Regions from separate parts of the Danio rerio genome. Here region 1 is linked to region 2. The links are chromatin contacts, called in public Hi-C maps. All regions are on one chromosome and are shown on one strand. The core of a region is the stretch at or near the end of the contact, and the rest is flanking DNA. Distances in the headings are between cores, read along the strand shown.

Evidence for each region. A called contact is a pair of places that touch in the nucleus more often than the background predicts.
Region 1: a Hi-C map of an unstated tissue shows a contact between it and region 2, with 2.9 times the contacts expected there. The contact joins two enhancer-like sites. A contact is called at or near these places in 4 of 18 Hi-C or Micro-C datasets (caudal fin, embryo, hematopoietic stem cells and 1 more).

What each region holds. Positions count from the first base shown.
Region 1 is chr18:48,831,986-48,836,638 of GRCz12tu, reverse strand. abcc5 (ATP-binding cassette, sub-family C (CFTR/MRP), member 5) reads right to left here. Exons shown (of 28, transcript NM_001195613.1): 14 at 4,647-4,653; 15 at 3,673-3,816; 16 at 2,143-2,239; 17 at 428-612; 18 at 1-84. Among named protein-coding and RNA genes, the nearest start is that of rnpepl1, 27 kb to the left of the region's middle. Within about 2 kb of position 1,963, at least 4 of the 62 cell types and tissues checked have an H3K27ac peak or open chromatin away from gene starts, as enhancers often do.
Region 2 is chr18:48,709,299-48,713,567 of GRCz12tu, reverse strand. cstf3 (cleavage stimulation factor, 3' pre-RNA, subunit 3) reads left to right here. Exons shown (of 21, transcript NM_213053.2): 13 at 224-298; 14 at 370-513; 15 at 2,322-2,424; 16 at 2,850-2,919; 17 at 3,729-3,924. Among named protein-coding and RNA genes, the nearest start is that of cstf3, 18 kb to the left of the region's middle. Within about 2 kb of position 2,662, at least 3 of the 62 cell types and tissues checked have an H3K27ac peak or open chromatin away from gene starts, as enhancers often do.

The DNA.
Region 1 (4,653 bases), core at 714-3,213, 120 kb before region 2:
GACGGCAGCGTAGTGCTGCATCAGAGGGTTATCTCGCATGCTCTCGCTCAGCACTGAACTGTTGCCCACCTGCACTGTGGTGTTCTGTTGAGCAACAAACCATTCACAAACATCACCAATGGCCATTTCACATTCATTTCACAACACTCTGCATTTAAAAGAAAGGCACAAAAGAATGATACTTATAAATAATAAACATAATGATACTTCAATTAACTTTTGTGTCTGTATTTCACATTCATGATTCCAGTTATTAAACGAATGTATGAGAGTCATTATTAAAATGTAACATTTGTTTTGTGAAGCCAAACTAACAGTAACAACTTCAAAAAGAAAGAAAAGCGGCACAAAGCAAGCTCACAAGTACATGAAATATTTAAACACATCTCAGGTCTCATGGAAATCAAGCCTTTCTGTGTTTTCTTACCCCGCTGCCCTGCTTGATCCAGTAGCTGAGCCACCAGTTGCTGAAGGCTGTGCTTCCCACATTGAGGATGAAGAGAGCCAGGATGAAGAGGAAGACGGGCCAGCCTCCTAAAGCCTGGATGTATACTTTATACACAGCCCAGGGCACCGAGCCTTTCCCTCTCTCCTCCACCTGCATCAGCTGACCTAAAAACAGCACAGAAATGAAGAAGAGTAATTATACCTCCAATATAAGCTCAAGTGCTTGTGCTCCCCAGAATATCTGTGTACCCAAATTCACCCCAAAATGAAATGTACTCACTATTTACTCACCCTAAGGTGGTTTATGAGTTTTTTATTTATTTATTTAAACATTAAAGAAGATGAAAAAGATAATAAAACTTTGAAAAACGAGATTAAAACCTGTAACCACTGACTTCAATAGTAGGAAAACAGATATTATGGAAGTCAATGGTTACAGGTTTACAACATTTTCACAATATCTTCTTTTGTCTTCAACAGATGGATGAAATCAGTAAAGGTTTCACACAAGGGAAAGTAAATGATGACAGAATGTTCGTTTTTGGAAGATCTATCCCTTTAACCATACACACACACACATAAGCCACATGTGCTTTTAAAATGTTTTTGCACTACTTATGTTGTCCACAAGGTGTCAGCACTGAACCACACTGCTGTTTAACAGTCAGAAATGAACTGAGATGGAACTGAACACAGAACAACAAACTACTGAAGAGGGCTTGTGTGAGGGGATTAAATGATGACCAAAACTATATTTTAAGCTAGTACAAAGACTTGTGATGCTCATAACTTGAAAAATAATCTTTCTAATTTGAATGAGAAAGCCTGTGCTTTTAAAGAGCCCTTATTATGCGTTATAAAAGGTCATATTTTGGTTTTGGGGGTCTCCAACAACAGGCTGATATGCATGCAAAGTCAAAAAACACTTTCATTGTCTTATAATATGCATTTATTTTTACCTAATTATCCCAACCATATATTTGTTCAGCGATTTGTTCCCAAAACCCTCCAAAGCGTGATGCTAATCTGTGCTGATTGGTCTAAATTTATCAAGTTACTTACACTTGTGAAATGGAGGAAGGAACTGATCCATGAACTGTGCACTGTAAAGTACCTGTCAAGCTCCCATACATTAATAGTCTTTTCTGATCCTTCTTTAACAAACGGTCGACAAATACTCTGTTGTAAGCGTGTAGATTGCTGAAGCACTCGTCAGAAAAATGACAGGAACACAGCACAAGGCCGGGGCTGTAATGCTGAGGTATTTTTGCAAAAATAAACTTCATCCACTGACTCTTCACAGCCTCATCTTTGGGTAGAGAGAATAACACTAACTTTCTCTCAAACTTCAGAGCACAGCGTCTTCACCACATGATTCAACCGGGATTTGCTACTGTGTTTGTGGGCGGGGCCTGTGGTTTCAATTTTCCCGCGTCTGTGCTTGCAGCAAATGGGCAGGGCTTCATTTCCGTGTTGATATAGCTAAAGATTCGTTGCCCAGACGATTCATTTGAACCACTGAGTTGACTCTTTTATAGATGAATCAATAGTTTTAAACACGGCACACTTTCTTGCCTTAGCTGGATAATTCACTTCACTTACAGCTGTATTACACACTGCATGGAAGGTCATTTTTAAAAACCCATAATAGGAGCTTTAATCGATGCGGTTAAGTGTAAAAACGATTAAATTTACCATCGCCCTGGGTGGTTGATTTTTCTTTTTTGACAGATCCTGCCTTGCTCTTCTCCAAGGGTTTTTTCAGGGAGCTCCCAGACTTCTTATTCGGAACCTGAGATGACAAAAAAAACCCTGCTGAATCACAACTTTCAGGTTCATCTGTGTGTATCTGCCAAAGCTGACTAAAAAAGCAGAATAAGCATTCATAACTTCTCCTTTTGGGTTAAAGAGCAGAAATAAAGTCACAAGTGGTTTGGAAAGACACGACGGGAAATGACGACAATGATTTCGGGTGAACTGTCTCTGAACTGTTTCAACATCTTCCTATCTGTTTTAAAAGCCAAACGACAACTTCACTTCAAGCTCAAATGAAATCTCTCTCATTTCAAATCTGTTGTGAGTCACAAAATCTCTATTTTGATTATTGTTTTGTTCATATTATGGAATTCAGTGCAATTTTAAAGCCTCAGTGAGATCAAAATGAAAGTTTTTCATGTGTTAGTATCAACATGTTAATCTGTAAGCGAGTGTGTGCATTTAGGAAATATAAACATTCATAGCTTGCCGTTTATCACTTCTGCCAAAATGGATCAACACATGTTGTTTTGAGGTCAAATCTCCTGATCAAACAAATGCCCTTAACTTAAATGCTCGTATTCATAACCACACCCCTTTTACCGTTAGTTTGCTATGAGGGAATGATGTGCAAAAGAGCCCCACTCCCCTACACAATATTCAGTTTTAGGTGGAAGTACATCAACATACTGAAATAAAAGTCTCAGCAATTTCTGATTCCTGCAGACTAAAACCTAATGTAAAAGCCTTTTTGGTGATGGCAGCTTAAAGACGCCTCTCATATGGAGAATGAAATCACATGCAATGCTCTGGCGTGAGTTTCTCACAGACTTCATCAGAGTAAAAAATCTTGATAGATCTGTGGGTCTCGTTTATCAAATCTGAGGTTTATTTTGTATTCTCTAGTGGATTCGAGTCAGGTGATTGGCTGGGCCATTCCACAGCTTGATTTTCTTTCTCTGTAAGCATCTGAGAGTTTCCTCGGCTGTGTTTTGGATCATTGTCTTGCTGAATTGTCCACCCTGGTTTTACCTTTATACTCCTGCTAATGTAGATGTTGGACTGAAGCAGTGAATACTAACTTACACTGAGGAGGGGCAGAGGGTTGCTGAAGAACTACTGAGAGATTTCAGCTGCTGTCTGGGCTTTCTCTGCCTTTCTACACCTCCCTTTCTTCATGTGTTCAATACTTTTTCTCTGTGTCACTGCATTTTATTACACATAACTTAATTTGTAAACTAATTAGTTTGTTTTATTTGCATATATGAATTAATTTGGATGTTACCAACATCAGGTGAAAATTTCAAATCAACAGCACTTTTAGAAACAAGTTTTCTGAGAAAAAATAGTGTTAAATACTTATTTCCCCCTCTGTATACCATCAAACTACAGCAGTTCCAATAGTGCTTGTGGTTTGTCATGACATGCAGGTAAATAAAAGATTATTTGTCTGACTAAGGCGATAATGACCTCGATGATGGGCGTTTCTCCGAGCTGAAGGTTGTTGAACATGGCGGCGTAATCTCCATTCACATTCATCAGGTCCTCATGACTGCCCTGCTCTGTGATGCTACCGTCACGCATGACGATCACGTCATCACAGTCCACCAGATACTGACAATAGAAGAGGCTAAAATTAGCAAATTGTCATAAACACAGTAATCACAAACCTTCACATATTTATATATATCAAAGGCTTTTTTTTAAAGAAAACTCTAATATGGAGAATGAAGTCACATGCATTGCTAGTTTAAAAATCTTGATGTTCTGTGGGTGTCGTTTATCAAATCTGATCTTTATTTTGAATTCTCTATTGGATTCAAGTCAGGTGATTGGCTGGGCCATTCTACAGCTTGATTTTCTTTCTCTGTAAGCATCTGAGCGTTTCCTCGGCTGTGTTTGCATCATTGTCTTGCTGAAATGTCCACCCTGGTTTCATCTTCATCCTCTTGTTAATGTAGATGTTGGACTGAAGCAGCTCATATTCATTTACACCGAGGAAGGGCAGACGGTTGCTGAAGAACTACTGAGAGATTTCAGCTGCTGTCTGGGCTTTCCTTGCCTTTCTACACCTCCCTTTCTTCATGTGTTCAACACTTTTTCCCTGTGTCATTTCATTTTATTGCACATAACTTTATTTGTACACTAAATAGATTTGTTTTATTTCCATGTATGGATTTCTTTGGTCGTTACAAACATTCGGTAAAACATTTAATTCAACAGCACCTTTAGAAACGTGTTTTCTGAGAAAAATATTGACGTGTTCAATACTTTTTTCCCCCACTGTATATGAGCAAATTGAAATGTAAAAATGTATTTGTTGTACTCTTCCATTCACTGCTCTCTGAGTTTACCACACTATGATGACATCTGCTGCTGAGAAACCCGGTAATGTAACAACGGTTCATTCACATGGCTCAAAAAAAAAAATCTCTCTAATGTACCTGTAGC
Region 2 (4,269 bases), core at 1,413-3,912:
AATACAAACTAACAAAACCTTGTTGTGGAGTTCGGCCAAATGTCTATTGTCTTATCTTTACTTATGCACAGATTGTCTTTTGTCGACTTTTATCAGTAAATTTGCATTTGTTTTTATTCAGCACCAATATTCTTTAACATGTAAAAGTAGGCAGTCATATGTTAATCTACTCATAGTTTTGACATAATGAGGATTTCTGATTGTTTTGATCTGTATTTTGCAGAGTCGTATGAAGCATGAGAAGGTTCATAGTATATACAACCGCCTACTGGCGATAGAAGATATCGATCCTACACTGGTAAGCAGAGCTCTCTTTTTAGACTCATTTCAGGGTTCTGGAAATATAATAATTATATTCTGCTTATACAGGTCTATATTCAGTATATGAAATTCGCCAGAAGAGCTGAAGGCATTAAGTCTGGTCGTTCCATCTTTAAGAAGGCCAGAGAGGATCCTCGAACACGACACCACGTGTACGTCACTGCTGCTCTGATGGAGTACTACTGCAGCAAGGTGACTTCACTCACTTAATTTATTCACACTACATATCATTGTGAGGGATGTAAAAAAAAAAAAAAACAATGGTCCCGACGTATTAGCGTTTTTAATTTCCATAGCGTTCGAGAATCAAAAAAAGAGCCACATATTGATAAATATAGCTGTTTAACATTACATTATGATTGAATTGCCTCTTGTTACAGTTATGAAATAGTTTGATAACAAACAGGAAATGTTTATGGGCCAATTAGGACATCACATTGAATGGTTCTGTTCAAAAGCTTGTGGTTTTTTGAAAGAAGTCCCTTATGCCTATCAAAACTCACACTGCGCATCTGAACAAATTCTATACTGCACATGAGACATGAAAGAGGTTGATTGACAATGGTCTACAGCCAACCAGGAGGCAGAACACAATGCGCTGTAAAAAAAAATCATGCATGTCAAATTGCACAAAAAAATTAGCGAAACTGCAAGCCTGCGAAAAGCGAACCGCGTTGTAGAGAGGGAGCCCTGTATTTCTTAAAGGGTCACGAAACACCAAAACACATTTTTTGAGCTGTTGACATGCGTATATGTGTCCCACACTGCTAAAAACACTATTAGGACACCTATATTTCACTAAAAAGTGTAAATTAGTTGTTTTTGCGTTATTTCAAACAAATTCGTACTTCCGTTTTAAAACACATTTTTGAAGCTGCGTCACGGTCATGACATAATAGCGTGTATTCCAGCGTGCAGACTGGACGTTTGTGCCAGAGTGTGTCTTATTACGTCTTACAGTGTGATGCATTAATGCATGAGTAAGGCTTGGTTCAAACCAATCAGCGCGCTCTATTGTGCAACTTCATTAATATTCATTACTGTCACAGTGTTTACACTGACAGAGACGACAGAGACGCCACGTTGTGTTGGCAAAACAAGCGTGAAGTGTTGCTTTTATAGTTTGCTGCCGTTAAGTTTCGTTTTCATTTTCTCTCTTTGGGAGCTCAGCTAGAGTCACATGGATTGACAGTGTACGCGACGCTCGACAACAATAACTTACATGTCTAAGGAGGAACATTGTTTACCTGAGAGCTGTTCTCATCTGCAAAAGCTGAGATCCGGATTTGCTTGTAGTCTTCTCTTAATAAAGACGCGGCTCTAGTTGCTGGTGATTGTCCTGTCTCTACAGATTTGGAAAGTGAGCCACCAGTGCTCTTTGTTTATTCAGTTTGTTCGTATCGAACTTAACTATTTCACCAAGTGTAAACATGTTATACTAAAACCAAAACTTTTTTTTGTGACCGGAATAACACACGCGGCTTTCTGACGCTACCTGCCGTGTGCATCTAAGTTTCCGGGAAATGCAGAGGTTTTTTTCTCTCATTCGCCGTGCGGTATCAAACATTGCGTGAAAAATACACGCTTAGAGCAGTTCCTCGAATCAAATATCTCGTTTGTCGCGAGGGGCATGAATGAATTCCCTAAATGAAAGAGCCAAACTGCAGTTAAAGTCCACCATTTAATAATTTGGCAAATAATTCGACTACAAATGTCCATGTAAACACCATCACCTTCTCCCGTGTGTTTGTGTATTTTGACTCTAAAACTCGCGTGTGCCCAAATAGACACTCCCACACCATCCAACTTTAGTTCCTCCGACACTCCCCCCTGAACAGAGCTGGACACGCCCACTTTTCTGACTTTTTTCAAAGTAGAGGTGTGAAAACACCCTTCTGAAACAAGGGGGTTTCATGGACCTTTAATGAATATTGGTTACATGTTTAAATATAATATCCAAAAACAATAAACAGACCATCTGACTGTTTCTTTCCCTACAGGACAAATCTGTGGCCTTTAAGATATTTGAGCTGGGACTGAAGAAATATGGTGACATTCCTGAGTACATTCTGGCGTACATTGATTACCTCTCTCATCTAAATGGTAAGAACACGATTCCTTTAATTAATTCACAATCTCCTTTGAGTCTCCTTTGCTTTATTTTTAAGTCTTCCTCTTTTGTCACATTTTATACAATCCACTTAGAGTAAGGTGAAACACTGGAGAAAACAGTTAGCATTGGGAGAATGTGTATGACCGTGAGATCTGTGTGTGTGTATGTGTGTGTGTAAATAAACAGCTAGAGTATGACATCTGACACAGAAGCACTTATCAGACCAAACAAACCATCCATCTCTTTTATAAGGCAGATAGCTAGGAGACTGTGTTTGCCATGCAGTAAACATCGGCCATGTTTATCCTGTCGCTAGGCTGTTACTAAAAAAAGGAAGAGAGTTGATGCCTGGCCAGGTGTGAGTTTTCAAAAATAAAAGTGAATAATCGAGCTGTTTGCTTTCCCTGTATCACAGAGGACAACAACACCAGAGTCCTGTTTGAGAGAGTCCTGACGTCCGGCAGTCTCTCCCCTGAGAAATCTGGGTTAGTGGGATTTCATTCGCTCCTAACTGGTTTTCCACTTTAAATGGTAATGCTTACATTCACCTAAGGTTGAAATAACCCTAACTTTTAAAGTTTTACATTAGCTTATCTCAGTATTTTAGTAATTCAAGCTTATTTGTATAGCCCTTTTTACAATAATTATTGTTTCAAAGCATCTTTACAGAAGCTGCACATTATTGCATTACAAGTTAAGGTTATTAGTAATTAATTACTTTAATAAGCCTATAAATATATCAGTAAAGTTATAATATATAACCCTAAGTAACCTGCAGTTCCATAGTATATAGGTGATGTCTTAGTTCAGATGTTCAATGAAGTCTATTTGTGTGTTAAGTGTATATGTTGGCCATATTTAAAACTGCTCGACCTCCTTTAGTGGACTTTGCTATTCTGAGTACTAGGTAACAGAAGCCCTTGAGTTTTGAGATCTTAAAGAGCGGGTTGGTTTGTAGTGAGACAGAAGGTTGATTAGATCAACAGGAGCTAAACTATTTAAAGCCTTATAGGTAAGAGCCAATATTTTATAATCAACAGAGCTTAACAGGCAGGCAGTGTAAAAAATATAGTAATAATCAAATTGATGGTTCAGTCAGATTGAAAACTCTAACATAAGCTACTTGATGTATCCCGTTGAGCTTCAATTAAATACCAGTTTGATCTGTTTTGAGGTGGTGTAGAACTGAACAAATATGATTAAAGGAATGGTTCATCCAAAAATGACAATATCCATCCCATTTACTCTCCAACGTTGGCATTGTGTGATTTTATTTTATTTTTTTGTGAAACAGGGAAATCTGGGCACGCTTCTTGGCCTTTGAGAGCAACATCGGGGACTTGGCCAGTATCCTGAAGGTGGAGCGAAGACGTTTCATGGCCTTTAAAGACGAGTATGAGGGAAAGGAGACGGCTCTGCTGGTGGACAGATACAAGTTCATGGATTTGTATCCCTGCTCTCCGAGTGAACTCAAAGCTCTAGGATATAAGGTACGCTCACTTCAGAAATATATTCAAATACTTGATTGGTTTTTCGTTTTTACACAATATACACAACCACATAACAGATGTGACACACTGTACAAGCCTATACAGTACTACCTCACAGAATACACAACCTGATCCATAACAACATTGCAAAGCTCAAATCAAATACATTAAAACAGTATGCTTTTTTTGCCAACATCAAGCAGCATAAGTTGTTTTGCTTTGCTAAAAATAAATAGAAGTGAATGACACTGGACGTCTTGACACATTTAAGTTACAATGACCACACTGCTATTAGGAGAAAAATGGTATGTAGGTCTTTCTCAGAGAAAACCAGGGAAAAGTCTA